Linked DNA regions of Triticum aestivum: region 2 is linked to region 1. The links are chromatin contacts, called in public Hi-C maps. All regions are on one chromosome and are shown on one strand. The core of a region is the stretch at or near the end of the contact, and the rest is flanking DNA. Distances in the headings are between cores, read along the strand shown.

Region 1 (3,922 bases), core at 1,198-3,697:
TACTAGATTAAGTTTCTTTGGTGTGATCGCTCCAAGTCCCAACCATGGGGTGGTAGAGCCGTAGAGGTAGACCGGATCGGAAAGGCTAAGCCAATTAAGTACTCTGCATTATCTTCTTTGGCTTGGTACACGATGGTTCGAAAGGGCCGCAAGCATAAACAAAGCTCTGTCTCCAATAGGGAGACGCTCTTGTGATTAACCTAATGGAGGAGGACGGAAGATTCCAGTTTCTAGCCTATCTAATTCGCAACGTGTGATATATACCAGCATGCGCGGCAACTAAATTAAGTTCAGCAGCAGTTGAGCGGCGTGTGCCGCCGCCTTCTTCATCTGTCCGGCCTGCCACAATTTTAATTCCACGCCTGGACGGTTCCTGCGAGCTGACGTTTTGCCGTTCGATTGGCCCCGGAGCCTTAGTTAAATGATGTGTATTTGATTCGGGCTTTGGTTTCCGGTGACAGATGCTATGGATCATTCGAGCGAGCGTTAGTTAATTGCTCCTGGCTGTACGGTGGACAAGGGAAGGGTTCAGACCGCACACGCTAGCAACAAGCCTCGATCATTAACTAGTGCTGGGTACGCCAGCAGTTAATTAACAAGTCCGGCTGCGTGTGTCGGCCATGGAATGGATGCGTCGTTGGTTTTGCATTCTGGAATTAACTAAGAACCCTAGGATATATGATGATCATCACATGTAGGAGTATCTTGTAACAATACTGGATTAATTTATTTCACAATAAACCCCGTAATTTACAGCTTTTGTGCTACACCAAGAATTCTGAAATTTGTCCGTTCTTATCGGTTGGGAGTTCACGACGCAGCAAGCAAGCTAGATCCCTGCCTATCTGCCACAACGGGCGATCTCCTCGATCTACAGCAAGTTCAAATGGAACAACGATGATCTCTTCGATCCAAGCTCTCTGGTTCTTCACATGTGCAGCTGCTGGCTGAGGAACGGATGGATCAGCATGCCGCTGTACTGATCCGCCGGGAGCTGCAGCTGGCTGCAGTACAAACTGCCGCTGGACCTCTTCCTCTTCATGCCGTTGTACCTATCGCCATTCATGCCGTAGTCATCTACACGGGCCTCGGGTATCTGAGGCACGTCGATGGTGTCGATGTTCACGTAGCCATTGTTATTGTTATTATAGTGTAGCGTTTGTTGCCATGGAGGCTGCGAGTAGATGAGCGGGTTTTCCGGCGGCAGCTGGTAGTCTGCTCCGGCGTCCGACGACGAGGCGCCGGCGCCGGCGCCGTCGAGGAGGAGGTGCGAGAGCGCGGCGTAGTCGACGGTGTTGAGCAGGTCGGTGAGGGAGCACGACTTGGCGATCGCCATGGGGCGGAACTGCTGCAGCTGCAGCTGGTCGTCGCCGTCGCCGTCGAAGGCCTCCGACTTGGGCGACGACACGGTGTGGTTGTTGTGCGAGTCCTCCACGGTGGTGGAGCTCTCCTGCTCGTGCTCCTGTTCCTGGTCAGAGGAGGAGAAGTTGTGCAAGTTGTTGCACTTCTTGTGGATCCTACACAGCACCCAGTCATCCAGCTGCTCGAACAAATAAATAAAAATCCCGGATTAATTCGCTGATTAAACAAACATTTCAAATGCAAACAATTAAGTCGAGTAAGTTGTAGTAGCTTATGGTACAAGCAACTGCTCTTACCAAAGTGAAGAAAATACAGTAGATAATAAATAAATAAATAAGCGAAGAAGAAAAAAAAATGCTCACCCTCATGGAGGATCCTCTGCGCTTGGTGGTCCGGTTGTCGGCGGCGGTGAGGCGGTACTCGTGCATGATCCAGTCGGTCTTGACGCCCTTGGGCGGCTTGCCCCGGTAGAAGACGAGCGCCTTCTTGACGCCGATGCTCTCGTTGGCCGGCGTGGACAGGATGGCCTTGTCGGTGCCGGTGGCCTTCCAGTAGCCGGACCCGGCGGCGCGGTTGGGGCGCGCGCCGTTGGGGTACTTGCGATCCCGGGGGCTGAAGAAGTACCACTCATTCTCCCCGAACAAGGCCTTGCCTGCAAAGTTCAAACAAGAAAATTAATACTCCAGTAATTAGAGCAGAGCTGGAGTTGATTAATCGATGGATGCTGTTGATTAGTTAGTCATGTATGTACCGGGGAGGTCCCATGGGTTGCACTTGTAGATGTTGACCTCGGCGATGATGGGCACGGGGCTGGGCATGGACGCGGCCTGCCTGCCGAGGTAGTGGACGATGAGCTCCTCGTCGGTGGGGTGGAACCGGAAGCCGGGAGGGAGGGCGGGCATGGCGGCGCTGCTGCTGCCCATTGGCATGGCGACGGTGAGCAGGTGGGAACGGAATCAATATGAGTTGGTGTGGATGATGTGATAGTGAGCTAGGTGGCTAGCTGGAAGGCGGGAGGAGGAGGTGGAGAAGATGGCTACTACTGCATATGAAATGCTGTGTGGTGTGGTGTTGATGGGAGGGAGGCTTGAAATTTTTCAGATGCAGGGAGTGGGGTGCCGATTTATAGCTGCCATGCCTTGTCCGCTTGCGAGTCAGCAGCGGGGTGGTGGGTGGATCAGGATCGCGAGGGGCAGAATCGGCAACTAATTACTTAGTTTATTTACGTCAACACGTACATATCTTTTCAAATACCAAGGCTAATGAACTTCTTGCATCAGTGGAGTGTAGTTATATTCTGCCTTACAAGGGCAAAACTAAGGTGGTGTTTGGTTCTCTAGTCCTAAAACTTTTCCTAGTCTCAACTAAAAAGTCCCTAGTCCCTAAAAGTCTCCCTGTTTTTTCATAGACTAAAAAGTTTATAGTCCCTTTCTAGAGGTTATTAAATGACCATGTTGCCCATAATATACAGAAAAATAATAATTAAATAACACCATGGGATGGCGGGCCAATAGGTTCATGGAGGGGCATTGTTGGAAAAGTCCTCAAAAGACTTTCTTTGAGGGTCTTCTTCATTTAGTCCTAAATAACTAGTTTACTTCGTAAAAAGTCTCTCTGTTTGATAAAAAAGTCTCTAAAAAAGGCTTTTTTTAGGCCCTACAAAAAATATCCCTGAAAACAAACACCCCAAAGACTACTACTAGACAAGCCTAGATTCACACCAGAATTAATGCGTGGAGCGCAAAACACAGGCGGACACGTGCGAGCGCGATCAAGTGCACAAGTTTCTCGCCGCGGTGAAGGTGAGACGGGCAAATGGCTAATCTGCCCCTGTGTGCGTACGGGTGAGCTAATCATCGGCGTGGCTCCACGTCGTGTGTGGAGGGGGGACGAACGAGTCGTGGATAACCAACGCAAAAGAACAGACTTTTTTTTTTCTCTCTTCTCTTCTTTTCTTTTGGTTAGCAGTAGTAGCAAGCAGGAATGGTGAGGACGACACCGGCTGCGACACCTGTCCGCCTTGTGGTTGCCGCCAATGATATGCGCCCTTTGGCGTCTTGCGGGCTCGTGGCCAGCTCGTGCCTGCCTCTGTCTCTCTGCCCGCCCGCTGCCTCCTTCCTTCGTTCGCTCATTGTTTGATTTTTTTAATAATACTGTTTGGGTTGATTTATGGCCGGGTCCATCTCGTGGATTTCATGTGCCACCGACCGGACCATAGCTATAGCATGGCATCCTGGCTCGTGGGGGCGTGCATATGGAGAACTTCAGATAAGGGAGAATGCGGTGCTGGCCGTACGGGGTCCGCGTACACGAGCTAATAATTAATACTCTATGTATATCTCATATTAAAGTGCATCTAGATACATCCGTTTCAACGATATTGAAATCGATTGAAGGTAATACCAAAGCTGATGTAAGACTTCATCTCATACTACCGCATGACAAACACATGCCATTCCTTACAAACACGTGCCATTCCTTACCGTCTTGCACATATGTGAATGAAAACAATTTAAGTATCGGCCTAATTATACAAGGGTCATCGCTTCAGAACAACAGA
Region 2 (3,946 bases), core at 219-2,718, 270 kb after region 1:
ACTGAGAACTGGACTTCAAAAGGCACGACAGGCCCTCTGCTGCAAGTAAGAAAAGGTAGGAGGAGATCAGATCTCCCTGTCGAATACCCCTCGAGGGTTTAAAATGCTCTAGCTTTTCACCATTCAACAACGTAGAAAATGATACTGATTTAACCATCCCCATGACAATGTCCATCCAGCCAGACGAGAAGCCTAGCTTAAGCATTATGGCCTGAAGATAATCCCACTCCAAGCGATCATACGCTTTCATCATATCAAGTTTCAGTGCACAACTGCTATTGGTTTTGATCGGTTCCTCTTCATGAAATGCAAACACTCATATGCACAAATAATGTTATCTGATATTAATCTATCGGGAACGAACGCTGACTGTTCTTCAGAAATAATGTCAGGGAGTATGACCTTCAGCCTATTAGCTATGACTTTTGAGGCAATTTTATAGAGCACATTGCAAAGGCTAACAGGTCTAAATTGGGAGAGGTGTGTCGGGCTTGACCCCACCTATTCCCTTTCTTTTTTACTTATATTACATTCGTGCCTGCGAATGGACCGGCCCGTATTCACGCTCCTTCAGCGAAGGCTCGATGATTTGCCGCACGCGAGCGGCAAAAATAAGCACTCCCTGTGCACTCGCAACACCGTCTGTCCTATATGGGCCAACCCAATTTGATTTTCCTCCCTGAACTAGTTTTTCATTGCTTCATGTTTTGTTTTTCCTTTCTTTTTTCTTTTTCCATTTCTCTTTTCCCATCTTTTTTCCTTTCTTATTTTTCAAACACATGAACTTTCTCTAATTCTTGATTTTTTTCCAAATTCATGGCTTTTTTTTCAAATTCATGATTTTTTAAAGGCACAAATATTTTTTCCAAATTCGTGGACTGTTTTTGTGAACTTTTTTCAAAATCAAGCCCAATTTTATAGATACAGAAAATATAATACGTGAACATTTTTTTGAAATACAGGAACAATTTTCAAATTCAAGATAAAAATGAAATCTGGGAATATTTTTCACATTCTTGAACATTTGTTTTGGAAAATTTGGAAGATTTTTAGATTGTTAAGGGAACAATTACCAAATTCAAGACATTTTTAAGACTGAAGAACATTTTTTGGAATCTAGGAATGTTTTCCAATTTATGAATTTTTTTTTAAATCAGAGGGCATTTCTCAACTTCGTAAAAAAATTGAATTTTAAAGCATTTTTAAATCTCAGAACAATGTTTCAAAATTCTTGAATTTTTTCAAAGTAAGAAATATTTTTTGAATTCCAAACATTTTAAAATTTGTGATCATTTTGCAAACTTTTAAGAACATGTTCTATATATTTTTTGGAAATCCCAAGCATTTTTCTATGAAGCAAAAAAAGAGCAAGAGAAATAAACTAGGTGCTCCGCATAGCAAGAGAAATAAACTAGGCGCTACACCTGCCCTGCCTTATGCACTAAATAGGAGTTCTGCGACCACGAGAGCTATGTCTCGCATCAAGCGAGATGGAAGTTGCTGGAACTCTTTTCTCGTGCAGGCAACTGGGCCGATCCATCAACCTGCCAAGAAGACTGGTGCTACTAGCCACTACGGCCACCTGGTGTTCACAGCTAGTAGTGCGGGCGTCCTTCTTTTTTCATTCTTTTTGCATTTGTTTCTTTAGTTTTATTTTTAAATTTATTTATTCTTTGGTTCGTTTTGTTTATTTTTTGCTTTTGCTTTTTCTTTTCTTGTTTTTTTGTTTCTTTTTTGGGTTTTCATTTTTACATTATTTTATATATGTCAATAAGATTTGACATGTTCAACATATTTACAATACAAATTCAAATTTCTTTAATATGTGCTCAATATTTATATACATAGTTTAACAATTTTAAATGTTTGATTAACATTTTAATTCATAAGATTAACATTTTTAAGACATGGTCCACATTTTTCCATAAATTATTTAAATGCTTGATTAACTTTTTCATTAAAAATATTAATATTTTTTAATACATGGTCAACATTTCTTCAAACACTTGATTAACTGTTTTACATACATGATAAAAAGTCATAATTTTTATAATACATGGTCAACATTGTTTATACACATTTAAACATTTCAGAAATGCTTTATTAACCTTTTCGAAATACTTATTCACTTTTTAAAATTCCCGTCTAAATTTTTTATTTACATGATAAAAAAAATTCTTCATTTTTCTAAAACACGATCAACATTTTCTCTATACACGTTCAACATTTTTCAAATGCTCGTTCAACATTTTTTTGTTGTATTTTGTAGAGCCTTTATTTTTATCAAGAGAGATAGAGAGAGAGAATATTTTAAAATATATATAGAAGTATAAAAATAAAGCAAAAACAAAAACTTAAAATATAAGAAAAATAGAAAAAGAGGTTAGGACCTGTCACGCGCGCGGGCCGGCTCATCTCGCTCGCCCCATCACCGAGTCAAAAGCAGGACTCAAAATCGAGATGTAGGGGCGCCCCTCCACGACAAATTGCCGGAGCCACGCACAAGAGGTCTCACTGAGCGCGCAGCCATTGCACGGTTACTCTAGCAGTTTTTGTTCATGATAGCAGGTGATTACTGTAGGATGGTCAAAAAATGTGAACAACTTTTTAGAAAGTGAGCATTACTTGAAAACGCGGCCATTTTTTAAGTTGCCAATATTTTTCCAAACATTAGCAAAATTTCCAAATTTCAAGCATTTTTCACTAAAATGTGAGGAATTTTCGTAGGATTTCTTGAAAATTTCTCCGAAATTGGGAACAAAAAATTAAAATATTCGAAATGTTTTTAAAGTGCTGTGTGGTTTTCAAATTTTACAATAATTCTTAAACATTGCGAACAATTTTTGAAAAATCCAAACAAAACTAAAAATAGGAGCATTTTACAAAAATGTGATCCTTTTTGCAAATTTGAATAATTCTTTGGAAAAATATGAACAATTTTTGAAATTCCAAACAAACTTTTAAGATTTTTAACCTTATTTAAATTTGTGAACTAAAAAAGGATAAAATAAAAATAAAAAAAGGAAAGAGGAAAATAAGAGAAATACCTATGGTATGCTGCCAATTCAAAAATCTATAGAAAACCTGATTTAGGGACGCTCTAGAAGGTCCTAAAACAATATAAACTGTAAGACAATAAGTTTTGGGGAACCAGCACAACCCTCTAGGGGTGGCTTATCTCATTATATATAATGGTTGTGTTACAATATGTACCATATACGTACATAGGTAGAGAAGCTATACATAGTCTAACACCCTCCCTCAATCTTAGCCACTTTCTAAAGAACTGAGAAGGGTAAGATTGCGCCTACAAGCCTCAAACTGTGGCAGCGGTAAAGGCTTAGTGAAGATGTCTGCAAGTTGATCCTTAGATGAGATAAACTTGATCTGGAGTTGCTTCTGTGATACACGTTCCCGTACAAAGTGATAGTCAACTTCAATGTGTTTCATTCGGGCATGAAATACTGGATTTGCAGAAAGGTATGTAGCACCGATGTTATCACACCAAAGAATAGGAGGCTGTGGTTGAGACAAACCCAACTCCTGAAGCAAAGACTGCACCCAAATAATCTCTGCAGTAGCATTAGCCACAGCCTTGTACTCAGCTTCAGTACTGCTACGTGACACAGTAGCCTGTTTCCGAGCACTCCAGGCGATCAAATTAGAGCCAAAGAATACTGCATAACCCCCCGTGGATCGCCTGTCATCTGGGCTACCAGCCCAATCTGCATCAGAGAAGGCCGAAAGGACCCGAGAGGAAGTCGGCCGAATATGCATACCAAATGTCAGGGTGAACTGAACATAACGAAGAATGCGTTTAACAGCAGCCCAATGAGTATCTCTGGGAGCCTGAAGATACTGACAAACCCTGTTAACAGCATAAGAGATATCTGGTCTCGTGATCGTCAAGTACTGAAGTCCACCAACAATGCTCCTGTACTCTGTG

Evidence for each region. Hi-C and Micro-C count contacts between places; a contact is called where the count stands out from the background.
Region 2: a Hi-C map of an unstated tissue shows a contact between it and region 1, with 10 times the contacts expected there. The contact joins the enhancer-like site here to the promoter of LOC778383 in region 1. A contact is called at or near these places in 4 of 5 Hi-C or Micro-C datasets (leaf, root and an unstated tissue).

Annotation. Positions count from the first base shown.
Region 1 is chr5A:317,795,774-317,799,695 of IWGSC CS RefSeq v2.1, forward strand. LOC778383 (NAC domain-containing protein 1) reads right to left here and starts at 2,448. Exons shown (of 3, transcript XM_044524623.1): 1 at 2,114-2,448; 2 at 1,725-2,014; 3 at 702-1,540. The coding sequence starts at 2,291. The coding sequence ends at 929.
Region 2 is chr5A:318,063,038-318,066,983 of IWGSC CS RefSeq v2.1, forward strand. No RefSeq gene overlaps it. Among protein-coding and RNA genes, the nearest start is that of LOC123103129, 170 kb to the right of the region's middle. Within about 2 kb of position 1,469, at least 1 of the 8 cell types and tissues checked has an H3K27ac peak or open chromatin away from gene starts, as enhancers often do. A contact at or near this core is called in root, where this site is marked.